2 separate regions of the Sus scrofa genome follow, and region 1 is linked to region 2. A link is a contact called in public HiChIP or PLAC-seq data. All regions are on one chromosome and are shown on one strand. Each heading gives the region's core, a stretch centred on a gene start, on an enhancer-like site or on the middle of the called end of the contact. The rest is flanking DNA. Distances are from core to core; before and after follow the strand shown. Region 1 overlaps CMSS1 (protein CMSS1). Region 2 overlaps CMSS1 (protein CMSS1).

Region 1 (3,862 bases), core at 403-2,902, 170 kb before region 2:
TTGGGGGAGGATTTGAGATGAAATGACTAAAGGCACTTAATGAAAACACCTCAAAGTTGGCCCCTGGGAGGATAAGAGTGTTCAGGTCATATGCTCAGGTTGAAAGTGGATGAGAAACAGCATGTAACAAATAACAAGTCATTCCTTATGGCTAAAGTAAAGGAGAAGACAACCAAGAAAATTTGACTGTGGACTATGTATTAGATGATAATAAGAAATTATTGTTAATTTTGTTAGAAATGCTAATGGTATCGTATTTATGTGAGAGAACATCCTTTTTATTTTTCTATATATATAATGAAGTATGTGGGTGACATGATGTCCTGGACTTTTCTTTTAAGTATTCCAGAAACAATAAAGGCAAAAGGTAGAGGAGAAATAAGTATGGCAAAGTATTAAGGATTGTTGAAGGATGGGTGAGTACATGGTCTTTGTTATATTCTTTTTACTTTCAGAAGTGGTTCTCTTTAAAGGGGGAGAATAAGGTGTGAGTTAGAAAAAAGAAAAAGAAGACTAATGTTTGGGTGTCTGGCAGAAAAAGAGAAACAGAAGACTGAGCTGTGTTCCAGGAGCCAAGAGAGAAAATAATTTCAAGGAGCAGAGAGCTACTGTAACCTCGTTTTAACAACATTGCCACTACTCAGAACAGTTTTTGAACTCTACTTTTGGAGTTTTCTGTTTTTGGAATATCCCTCAGCCATGGCAAAATCTGGTTCATTGAATGTGGATTTGACTTCTGACAATAAGGAAAGATTCTTTGGAACCAAATCTAGTGAATCAAGTTAGAGTTTGGGTCAGCAAATTCTGTTTTTGGTCAGAGAACCAATTGTGACCCTAAGATAATAGGATTGTTTTTTTGTATGTGGCCTTTGAAGGGATTTTAAAGATGTTTCCAAAATGTGTTAGCCATGACCCTTTTTCAGAATAAGCTTCATAATGGAAAACTTCTGACAAAATGATACATTTGGATTTATAACTTAGAGCTTCTGTTTTGTTTTTGATATTCCATTTACTCTAGTTATATATCAAGTCATTTGTGTACTGAAGCTTCTGGTTGTTTTCTAGAATCCCAATGCAAAATAAAAAAGAGAGATAGCATAGTATATGGCAGGGGAAAGAGGCAGACTCTAGAGCTGGGCAGCCAAGTTACAACCCTGTCTCCATCCCTGTGTGCTGTCTAATTTGAGGCAAGTTGCTTTACTTCTTTGGGACTCCATATCTTTGCAGGGTTGTTGGGAGGATTTGAGATCATATGTATAAAATACTGTGTCCATTGCCTGATATGTGACAGGAATACATAACTCATCCCATTGGAGATACAATGATACAATTTTATCTCTTGGTTCATCAGACATACCTTCCTTCTTGGGACATCAAGTGAGATAAGAAAATAACCTAATGGATTTTTGCCTTTTAACATCACGAGGAGAATATATTTCTCAGCCTTAACGCCACTGAAGGCAGGAGAGTTCTTTTAGTCAGTGCTAAACCTGTATTTTCAGAGTGTGTTATTTTGTTCCTTGCCAAGATGGAGATTGGCAAGCTGAAGAAATTGGAATTTGGCCAGGAACTGGTGCCTTTTATTTAGCAGAGAGGTGGTAGGGAACTATGATCCTGCCAATCTGGAGGGACTTAACATGAAGTGACTGGCTCCTTGACTGACCTTTAACTGTTCTGAACAAGATGACGAAGGCTGCTGATTCAGAGGCTCTCACTGGTGTGCCTCTTCCACCAACCAAGACTTTTAAAGTCTTCTCTAATACCGTAGCAACATAAAACTTACTGTCTTCCTGGCCAGGTGCTGAGCACTCAGGCTAAAGCACTTTAGATGTATTCATTCTCTTTGCTACTGAAAACAGCCTATCAGGTAGAAACTACTATTAATCTATGCTTTTTTGGAAACCTAAATTGAAAGAGTTTAAGTCAGACTATCCCAAGCTACAGAACACTAAGCCAGAGCAGGGATTCAGTATGGTATTAGAACCCACCCATTCTTTGCAAGCCCATGTTCTGTTGGCTGAATTCTTTCTCATTAGGAATAACGATCTGTTTAAAGATGGGAGGAATCTCAGCAATCATGTTATAACTTCAGCTACATTGGCAAGATCAAAAAGAGTCCAGCACTCTTTCGTCAAAGACCACCATCATGAAGTGGTGAGAGAAGAGAACATAGAGGGCACCAAGGAGTAAGAGGAAATACATAGGCTTGGTCAAATCTCACATTAAGGCACAGTGTGAATTAAATTCGTGCTCCTTCACTCTTCTCCATTCAACTCATTCTACATGTAGCAAGGGAGTTATAAAGCAGGAGGTCTGCTTAAGTCCAAAAACATAAAAGAACATCAAAAACATCAAGAAACCACGTGCAGCAGGTAGAAAACTTGCCCTAGATAGTGGCCTGTGCTAGATCCCATGAGTTTGGGTCAAACTGATTATCAGGGTTCTTCTAACCGGTATCAGATCTCTTCTTATATCCTCTAAGAAGGATCGACCAATCCTTTTCTCAAGCCCCTAGCCCTGTTAATCTATATGAAGATGTGCATTTCCAGTGCTCTTTATTTAGGGGAGATCCCTTCCAAGCCATGTTGAATAGATCTGGACCTCAGATACTCCACAGTGCATAGGACTGGGACAGATGGAGTTTGGGGATTCTACCCACTGTGTGTGGTTCCATGTAACCTTTTGTTCGAAACTAAGGCATACAAGAGTGCATGTTGACCAAGGAGGGTGGCTGCTGCTAGGAGCTATAAGTAAATAAATGAATGTCAGAAGCTTAAAAATGAAAAGGGGCAGGGGTGTGAGAGGCAAAGAATCATTACCCTCCCTTGAGCATGTTGCTTTGGATATTTTGGTAATGATTGTGAAGCATTTACACACAGACTAAACTAAGCTCTTTGTGTTCTTTGCAAGGTGGAGAGCTTGCCAAGTCAATTTCAGCATGCAAAGCCCAGACAGTTATTCTTTTGGCATTTAGGGGCCGCCTCTGTTTTTGCTGGGGTTGGAGGCGGGTAGCCTGTTGACACCGGAAGGCTTTGTAAGGAAAAAGACAACTTTACCCTATGCTTTTAGAAAAGAAATCCGCTGTTAGAGTTCTCAGTCTGTACCTTCTATGCTAAACCTCTGTTACAGAGCCATTAGAAGAACCCCTCAGGCTCAGAAGTGCCACACACAACTTTGGGGCCCACAGTGTGTGACTCATTCATGGCTGTTTTCATTTCCTCTGCCTAGCATCTCACCAGAAAATTGTGTGTTTCTTTTGTGAATGTGTGCATGGAGATGGTTGATAGCTGTATTTCTAGTAATAAATAGAAATTGGAAAGATAAAGCTCTTGAGATGATGGCCTTGGTCCCTTACATAATATATGCCTTGCTGTAGTGATTTTCAACTTGTGAGCTCAAAACCCCTAGGAACTCTCAAAATTGTCAAAAGGGCCTTCCAGTCATCTTCCAAAAGTGTTGTGAGAAACTGAGTGTGGTGTGTCTCCAGAATGGAGACTATTGTGATTAATAGAGTACAAGCTACTTACATGTTTTCGGAATTTCTTGTAGGCATTTGTGGTTATATCATTTTTCCGACCATGGATAGGAAAAGTTCCAACTACTATCAGTGGGGAATTAGGAAATTTTTTTTGTCATGGAAAAGGAGTTCTCATCCTAGAAATAATGAGTAAAATGTCTGAACTTCTTTGTTGTAGCAGCTAAACAAGAGGCTCCTGTTTTCTTGTTATTGAACCTTTTAGTGCTGTTTTCTGATCTACGTGGTTTCATGTCTGGATCAGAACTCCCTATTGGTTGCAATTGCAGCTGAGGAGTGGGCTGAAGACATTCAATCTTTCAGACTGTGGATCTTAAAAACTATGAA
Region 2 (4,054 bases), core at 234-2,733:
TAGGAATCAGTCTTTCCTTTCTTTCACCATGTGTTGATTTAGGGGAAGAAATGAGAACTATCGGGAGAAAGCAAGAGGTTGGGGAGATCAGGCCTTCCTATTAGCCCCCAGGTCACACAACTGGTTACCCTGACCCTCTCAGTAGCTTCATGATTCAGGGCCAGCAACAAACCAATCGTAGGGCAGACTATCCCCATCTTGCAGTACTCACCACCCAGCTTTGTTATTCAGGTGCCGTTAGCTTGTTTAAATATTAGGGACATCCCTTAAGAGGAAAAACATCCTCAAATGGTAAAGGGCCACCTAAGAGCCATGTGGGAAGGGAAGGGATGACACTCCTTAGCAGGGACATGGACATAAAGCTTTTGGTACAGTGTCTGGCACAGAGCAGTCCCTCTAGGTAGAGTGACAGAACCTGTTGATGCCATTATTTTATTTTTGATGAGTCTCATATGGTTACGTACCAGCTTTCAAATCTGTTGTTTCCACTGTTCCTCACCCCCACCAACTCCTCAAGCACTGCTTGACACCTCCTCTGAATAAGGGTTGTTGTCCTAATTTACTCCCTGTATTTAAGTCATTCCTATTCGTGGTATTCTCGTTATTCTAACAGCTCCATCTGGCAAGTGGCATTCTATCTTATTGCTGCTCCAAATGTCCTTATTGGGGGACATTGAGAAGTCCCAAGATACATACCTACACTGTTCCAGCCACTCCATTCCTGGACCTGGCTTCCTCCTTTTTCACATACAAAGGATGTTTTTGTTACCATCTTACTTCAGGGCTTCTCATGACAGAACATAACTCAATTAATTTCTTCAGGCATCTTAGGCACTTTGCTAAAGAGCTCTTTGATCTCAAGTGCCTCATTTTGCTGGAAAGGGAGAAACCTGACACATCTGATCTCTCACTTAGAGAGGTTTGAAATAATCACTTTAGGGCCTGGGAGACACATCTCTTTGTAAAAGAAAGGGATTGCTATTTCTCTGGCTGTCTGCCTTCTTCCCCTGCCCTAAGCCCACACTTGGAAGTCATGGCTGGGCATCTCACTCAACGAAATAAATATTGTAATGGGTCAGGTAATTAGCAGGTAGAATTATGTTTGAGCTGTAACCTGACTCTAATCGCTGACCTCAGAGAGTTGATTTCATATGACATAGCACCTTAGCTGTGTGCTGGATTAGAAGTTTCCACTCATCTTTCCCTCTCGGCCAGATTGCTTTTTCTATTTCTGGACTTGTCCTGTTGATGAGTCAGGTGGCCCAGACTCTTCCTGTGGATGAAAGGGGTACTCCTGTCTTGGATGTATTTTCTGCATTTATAAATTATAAAAAGGAAAAACTCTGTGCTTGTTCCTTGGCATAAAAGTAAGGGAAACTGGAGGATTGAGTGAAGAAAGTATAAAATAGCCAATATAAATAAATCCTGGCCCTGGGGCCTGAAGGCAGCAAGATGTACAACATAGAAAGTGGCACTCCAGTCATAATAAGGAATGTAGGATGTAAAAAGGTCATGTTAATATTTGCCACCAAGTCCTAATCATGAACTTAAAACAGTTTATAAAATAAGATGAAATATTTCTATGAGGACCTGTTTACTCCTGTGGCATAGTAGGTGGATTTTTGTCTCTTTCTTTGTATCAAGCATGGTAATAGTCACCCTGCCTGTTTCCCTGGGTCCTGAACATTTCTCAACAACTGAAGTTCACTGGGGTCTCACCTGCTTTGATTTCTGTAAATGGAATTTGCTACAGGAGTTCAAAGAGATGGTGTACTTTTCATGTTCTTTAAAATATGATATGGTAGTTTCTCTTGTGTAAAAACCAGAATCACCTTTTAAGGCCTAGTTCAAAGCTATTAAATTATCAAAGGAAATTGCTGTGCATTTTGAATTGTGTTGTAATTATTAAGAACCTAAAATCGTACTTCTCCTGAGGAACTGTTTTGTTGTTGTTGCTGCTGCTGCTGCTGCTATTGTTTTTAGCATATGGCTACTCTAAATAATGACAAAGTTTCCTGTGTCAGCTTTCCATTGGCAGCTAGAAACTTAGAGTCTAATTTGTACTCCTTCAATAGCAAAAGTATAGGTTACTAAAACATCTTTAGTGTAACTCTGAGACTGATTTCAGTTCTAATTCTTATTTTTTTTTCATATTCACTCCCACTTTTAATTTATACTGTTTTTTTGTAACCTGCTAAGCCACTTTAAACTCTTTCTAGAATAAGATGGCGCATAGTTAAACCTAACAGCTAGATATTTTTTAAAACTGAAAGAAAGTTGGGAAGAGACAGAGGGAGAGAACTAACAAATAAAAGCAGGCAGGCAGGCAAATATGCAGTGTCAGCAGTTTAACCTCCCTAAACCTCAGTTTCCTTGCATGACCTCTAGCGTTTTTGTAGGTCTCAAAATTATTTTTAGGTAATGAATGTGAACACACTTTATAAGTTATAGAGCTCTATGTACCTTTGTTGTGATTATTTTAAAGCTGTTGTCAATTAAGGCAACTTTCTAATTCCAGTGCCAAGCCTATGGCTCTATCTTCATCTCTGTCCAGTAGAAGGAGCTTTCTGTGTCTGTTCCAAGATCAGGGCCTGGGCTCTTCTGAGAGCTCTCTTGGGGTCCCTTCCAGGAGAGAACCGTAATCCTTAGATCACCACAGAGGCATTGTCCTCTCTTCAAGGATGTCTCTGAAACCTTCAAGCCTGAAAGAGTTCTATACCTGAGCCAGTCCATGAGCCAGGAAATCTCAGTCATCACCACGATCTGGAAAATAGCTGATCAGCAAATCTTATTTACCTCAGTATCTCAGACATCTGCACAAAATTCCCCCAGTACCAGCCTTTCCATTCATGTTCCCATTTCAGATTTGAGGCCTCCAGGGGTATACTGTCTCTCACTTAGAAACTTATAGAACAATCATCTAATTACTGACCCAATCCCAAAATTAGAACCTCTTGGCAGGGGGAATATTTGTAGAATGGGGGGACATGGAGACAGCCTTGGGTGATCACTGCTTAGCCATCATTACTAATGGTATTAAATATAGTTTCTCAAGGGAATTGAAGCAAAAAGATTGAGAATCACACTTCAAATGATCTATTCTTGCGAGAGGCTAGTTATCTCTTTAAAGCAAATTCTAAACAGATAAAAGCTTCCAATAGGTTCCATCAGCATGGCAAGTAGGAGGCAACACATGGTTGAGGGTGAGGGTGAAAGTCCACACTATCTGTGTGGGAATGCTTAATGGGCAAGGGACCTGGGCAAGGTCCTGCATCTTTCTAAGCCCCAGTTCTGAAAAATGGAGGTGGTTATAAGGATTAAATTAAACTGTCCACCTAAAGTGCTTAGCACTGGTGCACTGGAGGGGAGGGGAGGGAAAGGGATGATCTTTACAATTTGAGCCCAGCCCTCCTTCACAGCTTCATTTCACCTGTGTGCACATCACCCAGAAGGACAGCCCCCAGCCTTCTCATATCTGTGACTTTGCACGTGTTGTTCTGGAAGGCCAGTCCTTTCCTGGTCTTTGCACTGAACTGCTACTCTTTCTTCAGCTTCCCAAAGAAAATCACTTCCTTCTGAATGTATTCCCTGGTAATAGATCCTCACCTCAACATAATGCAGAGTTCTGCCCTCCTTGTCCCCCTATTGTTGCATACTCTGCACGAAGATTTTAATTATGTTCATCATGAGAGTTATTATTAAATGTTGCATTTATTTCATTAAGAAATCATAAGAAATTCTAATTTATTTTTTTCCATTTTTTTTAATTATTCAAATGAATTTATCACATCTGTAGTTGTATAATGATCATAACAATCTGATTTCACAGGATTTCCATCCCACAGCCCAGGCCCATCCCCCACCCCCCAAACTGTCTCCTCTGGAGACCATAAGTTTTTCAATGTCTGTGAGTCAGCATCTGTTCTGCAAAGAAGTTCAGTCTGTCCTTTTTTCAGATTCCACATGTCAGTGAAAGCATTTGATGTTGGTGTCTCATTAAGAAAATGTTAATATATGGTAGAGAGGTCATTAATGTTTTATATAACTTTAAACA

Evidence for each region. HiChIP or PLAC-seq counts read pairs in DNA pulled down with a chosen protein or histone mark.
Region 1: an H3K27ac HiChIP or PLAC-seq map of skeletal muscle shows a contact between it and region 2. The contact joins two enhancer-like sites.

The regions. Positions count from the first base shown.
Region 1 is chr13:159,051,976-159,055,837 of Sscrofa11.1, reverse strand. The region is part of intron 1 of CMSS1 (protein CMSS1); the gene reads left to right. All of the region lies in intron 1 of FILIP1L (filamin A-interacting protein 1-like), which reads right to left. Among named protein-coding and RNA genes, the nearest start is that of CMSS1, 140 kb to the left of the region's middle. Within about 2 kb of position 1,652, at least 4 of the 83 cell types and tissues checked have an H3K27ac peak or open chromatin away from gene starts, as enhancers often do. A contact at or near this core is called in skeletal muscle, where this site is marked.
Region 2 is chr13:158,877,695-158,881,748 of Sscrofa11.1, reverse strand. The region is part of intron 1 of CMSS1 (protein CMSS1); the gene reads left to right. Among named protein-coding and RNA genes, the nearest start is that of FILIP1L, 9.6 kb to the left of the region's middle. Within about 2 kb of position 1,483, at least 4 of the 83 cell types and tissues checked have an H3K27ac peak or open chromatin away from gene starts, as enhancers often do. A contact at or near this core is called in skeletal muscle, where this site is marked.